Linked DNA regions of Cyprinus carpio: region 1 is linked to region 2. Evidence: chromatin contacts called from public Hi-C data. All regions are on one chromosome and are shown on one strand. The core of a region is the stretch at or near the end of the contact, and the rest is flanking DNA. Distances in the headings are between cores, read along the strand shown. Region 1 has its middle 22 kb from the start of LOC109106613. Region 2 holds the start of LOC109110318 (dolichyl-diphosphooligosaccharide--protein glycosyltransferase subunit STT3B).

What was found. A called contact is a pair of places that touch in the nucleus more often than the background predicts.
Region 1: a contact with region 2 is called in a Hi-C map of skeletal muscle, with 2.0 times the contacts expected there. The contact joins the enhancer-like site here to the promoter of LOC109110318 in region 2. A contact is called at or near these places in 7 of 8 Hi-C or Micro-C datasets (liver, red blood cells and skeletal muscle).

Annotation. Positions count from the first base shown.
Region 1 is chrA16:16,400,486-16,403,889 of ASM1834038v1, forward strand. No RefSeq gene overlaps it. Among protein-coding and RNA genes, the nearest start is that of LOC109106613, 22 kb to the left of the region's middle. Within about 2 kb of position 1,971, at least 1 of the 8 cell types and tissues checked has an H3K27ac peak or open chromatin away from gene starts, as enhancers often do. A contact at or near this core is called in skeletal muscle, where this site is marked.
Region 2 is chrA16:16,345,303-16,348,575 of ASM1834038v1, forward strand. It overlaps LOC109110318 (dolichyl-diphosphooligosaccharide--protein glycosyltransferase subunit STT3B), which reads right to left and starts at 1,309. Exons shown (of 16, transcript XM_042772951.1): 1 at 744-1,309. The coding sequence starts at 1,003.

The sequences.
Region 1 (3,404 bases), core at 721-3,220, 56 kb after region 2:
CAATATTTTATAATTATTTTTGTTCCATGATTTCAGCTACAAAAACAATCAATGATAACACTGACCAAGATTCTTGAATAGAAAGTTCAAATGAACACCATTAAAAAAATAAAAATAATAATAAAATAATAATTATAATTGTTTGTAACATTAGAAATTCAATTTATTGCATTTAGCTGAATAAAAGTAGCAATTTCTTGAAGAAAAACAATTTACTGACCTCAAACTTTTGAATATTATATATTTTTTATTATATATTCTTGAATTCACTTTTATTACAGTATTATATGTAATATTTATGTTATTTATGTATCCATATGGTTTCAATTTAATACAATTTAATATGTATATATTTAAAAAAATATATAAAATATTATTAGTATTTATAAAATAATTTATATTTAAAATTGACATAAATTATTAGATTTTATTAGATTGTTATAAGATTATTATTTTTCTAGAATGTATTGCATTATTTCTGTTAGATTTAGAATAATAAAATAATATTCAATTATTTTTTGTGGAAACTGGGGGAATACATTTACTCCCCCAGGATTCTTTAATGAATAGAAGGTTTAAAAGAACAACATTTATTTGAAATTGATTTTTATTTTTATTTTTGGTAACATTATAACACTAATCTAATGCATCCTTGCTAGATAAAGGCATTAATTTATTGAAAAAAATTTATTGATTTAAAAAAAAAAAAAAAAAAAAAAAAATTTATATAACAATATAATATCATTTTAGAATGTCAAATGTCCGCTGCGTAACCTATCTGCCATAAAGAGACATTGTTATTGGTCTGCAGGTAATTGCATTAACAGCTCAACCAGCTGGATAGAGCTCAGGTCATCTAAAACTCTCCAGATGTGATGCTTGACCGATCCAGGACATCACAGACCTTCAGAAGTATCTGTGACTTCCAGAAGCATTTGCTCAGAACCTAAACAGCCTCAGCTGCCGGCTCCCATCCCATACACATTTATTTTGAAGGAAAATCAAAGCTTTTAGACTAAACTAAACAGGTGCAAAGTGCAAATGAATATGAAGTAGAATGATGTGTACCCTCACTGAAATTAAGTCTGCAGAGTCTTTTCACATTTTCTGCTCTGTTTATGTGGTAATCTATATAATGGACTCAAATATGCACAATAGTAATGCAAGCCTAAGTCAGCACCCTTAAAGGGATAATTCACCCAAAAATTAAAATTCTGTCAACATTTACTCATCCTCATATCGTTGTGTTCTGAAGATGAACGAAAGTCTTATGGGTTTGGAGCAAGTAAAATTTCCTTTTAATTAACCAAAATATTTAATAAACAAACATAAGGCAAGCAGGATGTGTGAAAGATGTTGCTTTTTATTCTGTGCAGCCACAGAAACAACTACGGTTGCCATGGCATAACTCACTTCTGTTAGAGACAAAAGTTGTTACAAGAAATAATACGTCAATAACCAGCTGCTACAAAACACAGTAACTCAACTCCAGAGGAATGCAGGATTGCTTCATATCCCAGTGATTTTGAAATCTGGTTCTGATTTAAAGGAAAAGCATGTTTTGGCTGGAAATAAGCAGCGGGACTATGAAAACTTGTTTTACTTGATCATTTCAGCTGAGAAGCCAGTGAAAGTCTTTTGATTTTTGAAAGTGTATGAGCAAACCCCCTAAACTAGTTGAATCAATGTGTCCTTTGACCCTGGAACTGGTATTATTTGCAGTGTTTTCCCCATTACGTCTTGGGGAGGGGGAGAAAAAGAGAAAGAAACAGACTGAACACCTTTTGGCAGCAGTTCCAGCTTCATATTATGCAAGCTCAGAGTGTTTGGAGGCAGTGCTAGCACAGCATGAGACAACTTATGAAACATTAACATTGAGAACAAGACAAAAGAGGGGAAAAAGATGCAGTGGCAGTAAGGAAGGAACGGGTGAGGCGTGTGGAACAGGGAAGGATGGGATGAAAAGAAAGACGAGACAATGGAAAGTGTGTTAATGGCACAAGAGCATGAGCAGTCTTTCCATGGGAAAGGGGAAACTAGGTTGGTTACAGAGTTAAAAGTGCCTTTTAAGCAAAACTGTCAGTCTTGGTAATGCAGCCAGGCAGCAGTTTTCTAGTCTTGCAAGTACAGGCCCGAGCTGACAGAACAAGACAGAAATTTGCAATCTGTTTGGCAAGATTACAGATATGTATATGTAATATTTTACTTTTTAAATGTTATGACTAAAAAAATACGCAATATGAATGAACATGAACTTTTTATGATTAATAAAACTTATTACTATTTACTATTACTAATGTTGTAAGCTAATGATCATTAGGATATTGTACAAAACATTTAATCAAAACAATAATTAAATAACATTCATAAATTAATGTCTAAAAAATTATAAAAACAATTCATAATCAGCTACTGAGTATTTAAACAAAACAATCTTTAGTGTATCAGTCAAAATAATAAATTTTAAATCTTAATCTTTTGCATTTAAATATAAAATCACTAATAAAATCTGACAAATATGCTATCATATATTTGATCTAGAATAAAATATAAATATTAAAAACATAATTTTTCTGGAGGCAGCCGTGAACACTGCATGCAAAAGAACAGAATCATGTTTTAAACAGCTTAATGTATCTACAGCAAATTAAACAAGAAAATACAGCGTGTGTCAGATGAGGCAGGAAATCGATCCAGCTCAGAAAAAAAAAGAATAAATCCTAAAATGTACATGCATGAGAGTCTCTACCCTCTTCTACTGTAGCTAATCGTCAGATATGAAAATGAGTATTGTATGCAGTAGAGGAGGATGGCTAGGGGTGTGGGGTGTGGGGTGGCCAGGTTGAAAGGTCAACACAAGACTGAAACAGTAACTTGTGTGTCTGAACAATCCCTCTGTCGATCAGTGTTGAAGGAGTGGGCAGAGGACAGTCCCAAATAGTTACAGGCCCTAAAGAGAAGGCCAGAGTTCACCGACCTCTCGTTCTTTCCAGTGGAGTGTCTGTGATCTGTCTGCTTCTTCTGTTCTGCAGAGCATATATACAGTAGTTTTTGTCAAGACACTGTATGGCCTTTGTACTGTTTTCAACTGCACAATTAACTGTACATTGTACATTTGTATATTTACAGCCCATGTCTTTTTCATAAAGAGTAACATAAAACCATGGTTAAACATTTACCTTAATTTGTGTTTTCCAGTTGTATTTAGTATATATTATTTGTTGCTCTATACCATGACCATGATTGAATTTTTAGGCATGTGTTTTTAGAATATTCAAATGTTGTGTTGATACAGGCTTACAGTCCCAAACTAACTTTCTCAGACAGTCGATTCATCCTTTAAGACTGCATATGCTAAACAATAACCAATAATATTTTTTATATTATCTATATATTCTTTACAA
Region 2 (3,273 bases), core at 59-2,558:
CATTTACTAATTATATAAACAAGTGCTTACTCATTGCATAATTGTAACTGCTAAAATAGTTGCTAGTTCATGTTCTCCTAGAACTAACTGACTAGACACTAGCACTTGTGTGTATTACAATTAATAGTTAATAATCTGTCACCATCACAGTGGCTGTAAACGGAACTAGTAGGCACTAGTATGTAATGAATGAATGAATAATTGAATATATACTAGGATTGATGACGTTGGTTCGCTTTTAGTCACTACTGAAGTACTTACTAGTAATTAACAATGAGCAACAGTAACACAAATACATTGCAGTAATAAACGCTAAACGACTTGCCATAAATGCAGATGAATAGATACAATACTTAATTTCCTCATTTGGAGTTTTACGATACCTTGCTGTAATATTAATTAACGTTATAACGTTACCCCAACCGATTATAATCAACAGACGTGCTAAATTAAAATAGCATCTCTATCGCAAGCATCATCACGATCATAATCAATTTAGTTTACTGGAATTATAAAAAGATGGAGGGCAGCTGCCATGCGGTTACGTGTCAAAATTGCCAAGCACGGACGTACCGCACAGAGGCAAACCGCTTCCTGAAACAATTACACTGAGATGAATGGAAGATCGCAGCAGCTTTGTGCAACACGCACTGACTTTTCATTCGCAGCGAGATTAATCGTGCATTACATCCCCTAACGTCATATTAAAAATGCGCCACAAACCCGCCCGCATTTATACTCACCATGGGTCAAACTCGTGAATGATGCTCTCGAAGCGAATAACTGCGAAAAGTCGCGAGCTGAACCCCGCCAACCAGGCCAGAAAGAGAATGGTGAACGACAGCAAAGACTGCCATCCCGCCGGCTGCGTCAGTCCACCGGACAGGCCTCCGCTGCCGCCGCATCCAGCCGGGGAGTTGGGCCGTCCGTTGCCCGAAACCGAACCTCCGGCGTTGGAGCTCGTTTTGTGCTTACAGTCGGATGCGGTGTGGTGCTCCGCCATGTTCTGGAGGATTTGGTTAGAAGAGCACTTCCCACCGCCACGCACCCCTCTTTCCACCAACCCGCTCCCTCCTCGGCGCCAATATTTCTGCGCAACCAGGCCTTTGCTCCAACTGCGGGTATCTGTCGTTGTGTATGAACAATTTGGATTTATTTGCAGTAGATTCCGCGTCTAAGTGGCATGCTAACCGGCTTGTACCACTCGACACACGGTATTCATTGGTAGGAGGGGGGAGAATAGGGCAGTTCTGTTCCACAGAGCAGGAAGAATCTCTCAGCCTCTCATGGCGAGACAGGTAGAACAAGGCGGGTCACACGCGCGACTCTTTTAACCAATCCGCTGCAAGGAAACCACTGACAGAAGCCGCGGATCAGCCAATGAGATCACGCACAGCCTTGAACGCTGACAAACGCAAACGGATAACCGTTGACAGTTGGTTGACCAATCATGACTCTGGATTTCAATAACGGACACTCGTTTGAGCCAATCACGATGAAGAACCGTCGCGGCTCTGTATGCGATACACCAATGAAATAAATGAATTTTGCATCAAAAAAAAAAAAAAAAAAAAAAAAAAAAATCCTGCCTTCACACAGGCCACTAAGCAAACGACGTTTATGCGGATGTCAAGCGACTGGTTTGACATCACGACATAAAGTTTGTGCCTGAAATTTATTTCGTCTGATGTCGAACAAGGCGCACTCAATAATGTCATTAACTCAGCCTCTTGTCGTTCCATAGGAGGTTTAAGGCACAATGACTGCCTTGGTCACCTGTAAATCCATTATAATAAATATGCAATGAGTATAATTGGTCACTCTTTGTGTTTCACGGAAGAAAGTTAAGTGTGTGAAATGTGAAGTGACGTGTGGCCAAGTATTGTGACCCATACTCAGAATTTGTACTCTGCATTTAACCCATCCAAATGCACACTCACACACCGTGTACACACACACACACACACACACACGCGTTTGAAACATAGATAAAATGTTTGGCATACATGCTACATTAACAGCGTATATTACATTATTGCATGCTTTGCATATGTCGGTGTTTGTGTGCTGATGCCTGCTTTTGGACACGATATGAACCAATATTGCACAATAGTCAAATCCTTGAATAAACTGTGAAGCTGCAGCAGTGAAAGATTTAATATGGCACCAAGAAGACCAGCTAAACAAGAACACCACAAAAATGTTCTTAAACTATTTATATTTTAGAATGTGTAATCATCATAAAACGAAGATAAATGTACACGAGGAGCAAGCTGTAGACTTTTAAGCTGCACTGAAAACAATTAAATTTAATTTTGTCATTAAATCTGAAAGACAATTAGCTAAAGGCAAATCAGCTACAATCTTTCCAAAAGTCACTGAAAACAAATAATTAAATATATAGGCTAAACAAACACAAACAAACACAAAAAATTCAAACAAAATGGTTTAAATCAAAAATTACATTCACAAACACAATCAAGTCAATACCCAATCAAACCAAATTGTTTAAAGAAAAAAATATTACTCATAAATAAAAATAAAGGTGCCATGTGTAAAAATTGAGGTAAAAATATCCAAAAAATGACCTACACGCATCAAAAGAATGAGAAGAAATAAGGGCGATGATGTCATTAAAAAAATGTCAAGTTATAGTGCTGCAGAGATATCAACCTTAATTAGCATTAGCATACAAGCCACGGCCCGACAGGTGTCGTAATAAACTAGTTTCGGCCATGGGGGGCGGTATGCGGGCAACATAACCACCAGCCAACCTGCAATACACGAATAACTCGCACGGCTTGTGGGCGTACTGGAAAACGTCAAGCAACCGCGCTCGGAATCACAAATCAAATCCGATAAGAAAAGGAGCCGAAACAGAGTAAACATCGGCACTGGCTTTTATCGCTGGAGACAACTGATGGACTTGAAAGAAAATGAGGTTCGACTCCGAACTTGCAACATTTCTTTTGGATTGGTAAGTAAGATGCTGTTAGTATTTCGCTAGAAGTTTGTTTTATATGTTTGCGTATTTTTTTCGGGAAGTTATAACATAGAAATGTATCGAAGGCTGTTCGATGGCTAACCGTAGCTGCGTTTGATAGTTAGCTAGCTATAACTTACCCACAGATCCGATCCGGTTTTCACCTGTTATCTACCAAAGCCCGTCTCTACCAAGCTGATGCTAAAATGTAACATTACCTAAGAATCTTGAAATGTCTTCGATGATAATGAACGAGAGAGAGAGAGAGAGAGCGCCCCGGCCGCGCGCCG